Regions from separate parts of the Mus musculus genome. Here region 1 is linked to region 2. The links are chromatin contacts, called in public Hi-C maps. All regions are on one chromosome and are shown on one strand. Each heading gives the region's core, a stretch centred on a gene start, on an enhancer-like site or on the middle of the called end of the contact. The rest is flanking DNA. Distances are from core to core; before and after follow the strand shown.

What was found. Hi-C and Micro-C count contacts between places; a contact is called where the count stands out from the background.
Region 1: a contact with region 2 is called in a Hi-C map of B cells, with 5 read pairs. The contact joins the promoter of Ercc1 here to the promoter of Ccdc9 in region 2. A contact is called at or near these places in 1 of 39 promoter capture datasets (cranial neural crest) and 1 of 484 Hi-C or Micro-C datasets (B cells).

The regions. Positions count from the first base shown.
Region 1 is chr7:19,342,434-19,346,403 of GRCm38.p6, forward strand. Ercc1 (excision repair cross-complementing rodent repair deficiency, complementation group 1) reads left to right here and starts at 2,638. Exons shown (of 10, transcript NM_007948.2): 1 at 2,638-2,763; 2 at 3,173-3,284. The coding sequence starts at 3,180.
Region 2 is chr7:16,284,315-16,288,302 of GRCm38.p6, forward strand. Ccdc9 (coiled-coil domain containing 9) reads right to left here and starts at 2,466. Exons shown (of 14, transcript NM_001382411.1): 1 at 2,386-2,466; 2 at 181-232; 3 at 1-61. The coding sequence starts at 186.

The sequences.
Region 1 (3,970 bases), core at 1,388-3,887, 3.1 Mb after region 2:
CCAAGCCCCCAGTTCTCCATCCCTTCTGGAGTGCAGAGGGGAACAGAACCGTACTTGATACAGGAGGAAGAAACCCAGGAGGAAAGCTTGACCGGGATGCTAAGAGAGATCATTTGAACTCAAAGTGGGATCATTTGAACTCAAAGCCCCCGAGTGGGAGGACCTCGATCTGGATATGCAAGGCTCAGTGCAGAAATTGAACACAGAAAGCAAACTTGGGGATGCTGAAGAACTAGGAGGAACTTTTCCCGCCCTTGACTAATGCAAACGACTCAAAGTCACAGCCGTGGGCGGTCGGGACGCAGGTTGGCTGCGGTAGGGATGCTCGCCGCCTTCCCGCTGGGTCCTGAGCATCCCGCGTGGTCCTTCCCAACCCACCCGAGAATCCTATAATAGCGGGGCGCAGGCGACCCCTGGCGGTAGAGACGAGAGTTGCAGGTTCAAGACTTGGGATACCTTTGCCCTGTGGGAGAAACACATCTCACACACGGAGTTAGGATTCTACTTAGCTTGGTATCTCACACACGCTCGCTCTCTGACATTTCAGAGATTCAGAGACACGCGTCCTTGTATTTTATTTTTTAAATGGCATGTAATTCTGTTTTGTTTTATGTGTATGAGTGTTCTGTGTACTTGGTACCTTAGGAGGTCTGAAAAGGGCGTCAGATCCCCTGCAACTGGAGTCACAGATGGTTGTGAATGCTGTGAATCTAGTCCTCAGCAAGAGTAGTCAGTGTTCTTAACTTCTGAGCCATTTCTCCAGTCCCTGGTTCTTTTTTCATGGGGGAGGGGGTAGTGGGAGAGTCTTCCTATGTATCCCTGGCTGATATGGAAGTCACTGTATAGATCAGGCTGCCCTTGAACTCACATAGATCGCCTGCTTCTGCTTCTCCAGTGTTAGGGTTGACACCAATACATCCAGAGGTTTTGGTTTTTTTGTTTGTTTTGTTCAGGGTCTTGCTTTGTGGCACAGGCTGGGCTGGAAGTCACTAAGTAGGACATAAGCTAGTTTGGAACTTGCTCCAGTCCTCCTGCCTCAGCGTTCTCGGTGCTGGGTTTACATGCGTGCTGGTGGTTGCCACCACTCACTGCGGTCTTACTGCACCCTTTTAACCTCAGCAAATGATTCCAGGTAGAGAAACTAAGGCATTCAGTGGGAACTTGCCTCTGTCAGCGCTTCCTTCACAGAACACACGGTTCAGGCGCGCCCTCTAATGGCAAGGCTTATGCACGGCACTCTGATTCCTTGGCAGCTCAACCCCTTTCCTTCCTAGGATCAACGGTTACTTACTATTAAATTTGATAAATTAACTAGTTTTGAGTCAGGATCTTATTTTGTAGCTCTGGCTGACCTGGAAATCACTCTGTAGGTCATGCTGTCCTCGAACTCACCGAGATCCGCCTGTCTCTGCCTCGTGTGTTGGGATTAAATGTGTGAGCCATTTCGCCTGGCTACTATTAATAGTTCTGTTTTGTATCACACTTCCAAAGGCCTGGGGCCATGGCTCAATAGTAGTGTCTCTGCCTAGAATTCACAGCGTAGGCATGTGCTTGTACACACACACACACACACACACACACACACACACCTCACAACTAGGAAAACATTAAAAAAGATATAGAGGGATTACATATGATGACCTTTGGGCGTGCCCTCTCTCAATACACGAAGACCAAAAGAAAATGGAGAATACGTTGGTAAATGCATGCAAAATTTTAAATGGAGAATTTTTAAAAGTATGAACTCGAAGGAAAGATTTGCAGCCTAATGAAGTGACTAACAGCATCAGCCCTTAAGCATCACTCCAACAAATGGGCGGTAATCAAAAGATGCTCATCTCCTTTTCCTCCCCCTTTTTAATTTAAAAAACCGTTGAATTGCTCATTTCGAAAAAATGGGCAAAGGATATGAGCCAATCTTTGTTAAAAGGAATAGGCAAAGGAAATGAGCAAGAACAAAAAATATATAAGACCATTAAACTATTTCCTTAGCAATCACAGAACTACAAGTTGGAACGGGGTGAAACTGTCCTTCCAGGAAATGAGTCATACTAAGTCATTCATGGGGCCCAGGTCTCGGAACACAGGTGTCCCTTCCTTCAGGAAGCCCGTCCTCACACCCCAGCTGGGTCAGGTGCCCCCTAACACGGGCTCAATGTCCTCTGGGCTCTCCCTTCCCGACCCTGCCCGCTCTGGGTTGTCCCTGTCTGACTGTCCCACTGGACTTTAAGCCACAGCTGTCGGTATCAGTCCCTGCTTGGGATGCAAGTGGGGAATGGCTTAGAATGAGTGAGTCAATGTCTGTGGGCTGAGTCCACCCACGCTTACAGGGAGGGCGTCCTCTGAAATCTCACCTCCCTCCTCTCTCTCTCTCTCTCTCTCTCTCTGTCTCTCTCTCTCTTTGTCTCTGTCTCTCTCTCCTTTCCTCCTTTCCCTCCCCCACCTCCTTTGATCATCACTGAGCCGGATCTGGAGTCTGGGAAGCGCTCAAGAGGGCCTTGGAACACAACTACTTGAAGTCAAAGTCTCCCAGGTACCAAGATGCACAAGCTTCCATCCGCCCCAAACCACAGCGGTCCTCCAGGACCATAGAGAGCAGCGCGAATAGAGTTCCCCGCTCTAACTCCTCCGGGGAGCAGCGAGACGAGCGAAGGGCCAGAGCGGCCGGAAGTGAGTCTAGCAGGAGTTGTGCTGGCTGTGCTGGCGTTGTGTCGCCTCTGTTTCCCCCCGTGGTATTTCCTTCTAGGCATCGGGAAAGACCAGGTGAGTTTTGGCAGTGCTTAGACGCAGAGCTAGGACCGAGAGGGACAGGGTGGAGGTGGATGGAGGCCGGGGATTGATGATTGGCAGCGGAAGAAGCCAATCATTGCGGAGGCTGAGACTAGGCCGGGACTGGGCGAGGCGAAAGCATCCAGGTGTGCCCCTGGGGGCGGGGCCAATTGCCTCTGAGCGAGTGTCGTGCGGGAGTAATAGCAGGTAGGCGGGGCTATAAGACCCGTAGACCAATCCGGAGTGAGAAGGAGGAAAGGGGCGGGCCCACTGGTTGGTCCTCTGGAACCTAACGCTAGCGAACCGGGCAACCTTTTGTGGGATGGGGTGGGGATACCACTGTGAGCCAGAGTTTCCCTCTGGAATATGGAAATGCCTACGACGATGTCGCCACGCCTTTCAGGCCCCAGATGGACCCTGGGAAGGACGAGGAAAGTCGGCCACAGCCCTCAGGACCACCCACCAGGAGGAAGTTTGTTATCCCACTGGAGGAAGAAGAGGTGCCCTGTGCAGGGGTAAGAGCGAAGACTTGGGGGCTCTTGGGAGTTAAAAGGATCCCTGGGACTACGGTGTGAGTTTAGGCTTGGGTTGCTTTGGAAAAATAACCTGCCATGCTCTGCAATCCTCGGTTTGCCCGTTGGTAAAATGGCATGACAGGGTGGTTAAGGGAGAGGCTGGCAGCTGGGCAATGGCCAGTGATAGCTTTTGTTTGTTTAGTTTGGGTCTTCGATTGGGTCACATGTTTCCTGGGCTAGCCTTGAAATTGATGTGTAGCTAGGGTTGGCCTTAAATCCAGTTCCTCCCATCTCCACTTCCCAAGTGCTGAGGTTATAGCAATGGAACATCCTTTTGTTTTTTGTGTGGATGTTTTGCATGCCTGTATGTCTGTGCACTACATGCATGTAGACCTGCAGAGGCCAGAAGTCATTGGCTCCCCTAGACCTGGAATTGAATCCAGATCCTCTTGAAGAGCAGCCAGTGCTCTTAACTGAGAAGGCATCTCTCTGGCCTCTAAAACATGTCTTTGTGCTGTCTGTACACACATGGATGAGTGCTGTGAAGCTCCTGTGAAGGGCAAAAGATAACCCGTGGGACTTGATTTTATCCTTGTACTGTGTAGATCCTCAGGACTGAACTGAGTGAGGTCACGAAGCTGGCAAGTACCTTTACCCACTGAGCCATCTTGCCTGCCCCCCCTTCC
Region 2 (3,988 bases), core at 1,216-3,715:
CGATCCTCTTGTCCAATTCTGCATCCTTCTCCTCCTTTGACTTCAAATCTAGTGTGGTAGCCTGTGGTAAGGAAGCAATTGAAAGGCGGAAAGAAAAATCTTCCTGCCACATGGGCATTTTACCCAGGACCTAAGGGTTTGGTCTCTGTAGGGCACCTTGCCCACCCCTCTCCAGCTCACCATCATTGGCTGTAATCTCCCTCACAGAAAATACATGTAGCACTGGAAGCTCCTGCAAGCAGAGAGAACAGTATGTTAAGATCAACAGCATTCTGAAATGCTGTCTCTTCTCCTTTATTGAGGGTTCCAAAAACACAGACTCACAGGAAAATGCACTTGTACTTCATCAAGGGAATTCTCAAGTACTAGCCTCGCCTCTCTAAACACAAACCCCGCCCTTCAGTTCTAGATCCACCCATGCAATTAGTCAGACCCACCTTGGGAAAATTCTGACCCACCCCTGTAACTCATACTAATTCCTCCAAAGGCGTCAGTCCAGGCTCCATTTCCTATGACAATTTTAGCCAGGATCTGGATCTCAATAGGTCAGCTACAATCTTTCCTTCCAACCTGCAAAAGTTACTTCTAGAGGGCCAGAGGGATCTCCTGGAGTAAAGGTGCTTGCTGCAAGCCTGGAGACCTGAGTTCAATCCCCAGGACCCACAAAGGAGGAGAGAAATGATTCCCACCAGTTGTCCTCCGACCTCCATGTGATCCCGCACACATGCACAAAATAAATAAATCATAATGAAAGCCGGACAGTGGTGGCGCACGCCTTTAATCCCAGCACTTGGGAGACAAGAGGCAGGCGGATTTCTGAGTTTGAGGCCAGCCTGGTCTACAGAGTGAGTTCCAGGACAGCCAAGGCTCGAAAAACAAAACAAACAAACAAAAATCATAATGAAAAACGGTTCCAACTCTGTCTGCCCAACACGGACTTTAGTCCATGACTCCCCAGCCCCCAGCATCCTAAAAAGGCACTCATCCTACCAAGGCGGAAAAGATTCAGCAAGCAGGCCCAGGATCCACCGCAGGGGCCTTCCTGGACCAGACTTGACCTTCATAGTGATACTCAAGGCAGATGACAGAACTTCTACAGAGGCTTACAAGAGAAAACTGCCAGCAGCAACCGCATCCCTGACCTGCAAAAACGTCTGTGGTCCCACCCCTACCTAGGGTGAAACTTCAAGCCCCTCCTTTCCCTCCAGACTTCTGGCCCCGCCCACCAAAAATTCACACTCTGGCGCCACCTCCAATTTAACTGGCCCGCCCCCCAACAGACTGGGAAACATTCTGACCCCGCCTCTGAGTTCCCTACTTCCCTGCCTGTGTTTGGCCCCGCTCCCCAGCTCAGTAAAAACTTCCTAACTCTATCCCCGCCATTCGCCATTCTCCACCAGCACCCTAGCCCCACCCGCAAAATCCCTGACATCGTAGCTCCACCTCCACCCAGTCTCAGCCAGCCCCTGGACCCTCCCCTAGCTTCTGGGCAAGAATCAGGACCCAGCACCAGAACCAAAAAACTTTCCTGCCTAGCCCAGGAAGTCTCCGCCCCAAACACTAGTCCCATGCAATAAATAATGTAACCACGCCCTAGTGCAGCAATCAATACCTAAAACACTGAGGACAACATTCCGGCTACACCCCCAGCATCTTGACCAAACCCAGCACAACACCGCAACTCAGTCATCACCTCTTCACTCAAAGCCCAAACCCTGCCCCTTTCCCCACTCCCCTCCAAACTTTGGCCCCGCCCCAAACACATCCACCCCCCCTTAGCTCCACCCCTGGCCCTCATGACCACGCCCTGTGGCACTCCCTACAGCAAAGACTAACTTGTAAGGCCCCAAGCAATACTCTAGCCCCGCCCCCATCTTACTCCGCCCACCATTTTTGACCACTCCCCCAGGTTCACCCGCCTACCGACCAAACTCCACCCCTTACACGCCCCAACACTTTAGCCCCGCCCCCAGTTTCCACCGTGCTAACGCCCAGACTCCGCCTCTTATCCCCATCCTACACTCTTTGATCCCGCCCCCAGCGTCTCCGCCCAACGTCCCGAGCCGGGCCCCTAGTCCTCCAGGCAAAACTCTGGCCCCGCCCCCAGACCGACACAGCGTTGCAAGCCCCGCCCCACTCTGGCAGCCGCCAGGGCTTCGGGCCTGCCAGCACCCGCGCGTCTGGCTCTGCCCACGTGTTCACCGCCCAACCTCAGCACCCCTCAAGCGACACATGTGGGCGTCGGGTTCCCGCCCCCCGCAGAGTACCCTGACCCCGCCCCCGCCGGCGGCTCGCCTCCCAGTCCGCGCGCGTTCACGCTCCCCTCACGTGGGCGACCAGGCCCCGCCCTCTCCGGGCGCGCTCCCGGCCCCCTCCCCCGGTCACCTGTCCCGGAGACCCCGCGGTGTCTGCGACTCCGGCTTCGTCCGCCTTCGCGTCCACAGCTCCCGGGCCTCACTCGTCACTTCCGGCCCGCACCACGTGAAGAGAGGAAATAAGTAGGGCACTTCCGGTCTTGACATCCCATTTCCGGGTGCCTTAAAGGGTCCGCACCCGCTCAGGCTCTGCAGAAGGTAGCAGAAGCCTGTTTCTTCTTTCTGATTTCAGGGATTGGACTGGGGGCACGAGGTGGGACTTGAACCCACAGACATGTAGCCCTAAATCTCTGGGCTCCTTTTTTGGCTTACTGATTTCCGATTTTACTAAGTAGAAATCAGACATTTTACAGGGACCCCAGAAAACCTAAACTGGTTTCATTACCTCTTCTTGCAAATGAAACCTTAATTATAGAAACTGTAACCAATTCATAAAAATAGAAAAAAAAATTTAATCAACTATATAGGGGCTGGAGAGATTGCTCAGTAGTTAAGAACACTGTCTGCTCCTCCAGAGTTCAATCCCCAGCAACCACATGGTGACTCACAACGATCTGTAATGGAATCCAATTCCCTCTTCTGGTCTGTCTGAAGACAGTGACAGTGCACTCACATGAAGTCTTTAAAATATATATATATATATATATTTTTTTTTTTTTTAAATCAACATTATCCAGGCGTGGTGGCACAAGCCTTTGATCCCAGCACTTGGGAGGCAGAGGCAGGCGGATTTCTGAGTTCGAGGCCAGCCTGGTCTACAGAGTGAGTTCCAGGACAGCCAGGACTACACAGAGAAACCCTGTCTTGAAAAAAAAAAAAAAAAAAAAAAGGAAAAAAGTCAACTACAAAGCTGGGCGTCGTGGCAAAATACGTCCACTACAAAAGCAATGTTCTTTCTGATTTGAAGAAGCAACAAAAAGGAGCTAGTAGAATCTTCCAAGTTATTTAAAGCATGCCTTTTTTTGTATTTATAATAATTAAAAATAACTTATCAGATATGTCTATTTTATCAACTGGCAAAACAATAAAAGTACAATAAATTCATATTAAAAAATCAACTATACAAAGCTGGGTGTCATGCCTCTAATTACAGCACTTGGGAGACTGAGGCAGGAGGATTGCCTCGGGGTCAAAAACAGCATGATAGATAGATAGATAGAGAGAGAGAGAGAGAGAGAGAGAGAGAGAGAGAGGGAGGGAGGGAGGGAGGGAGGGAGAGAAAAAGCAGGGTGACATGGCTGAGAGAGTAAAGACACTGGGCCAATTATGACCTCAGTTTGACCCCTGGACTGTCAGGTGCACAACCTCTTCTACCTGTTGAGCAATGTGCTGGCACTTTAATTATTACTTTTTTAAAAAAAAAATATCTGTACTGGCTTGGTTTGTTGTCCTTAACACAAGTTAGAGTCATCAGAGAGGTAGGAGCCTCAGTTGTGAAAATGCTGCCATGTAAGTCACCATGTGGTTGCTGGGGATTGATCCAGCTGTAGGGCATTTTCATAATTAGTGATTGATGGGGGAGGGCCTAGCCCATTGTGAGTGGTGCCTGATCTCTGAACTGATGGTCCTGGGTTCTATAGGAAAGCAGGCTGAGACAGCTGTTGGGAAGCAAA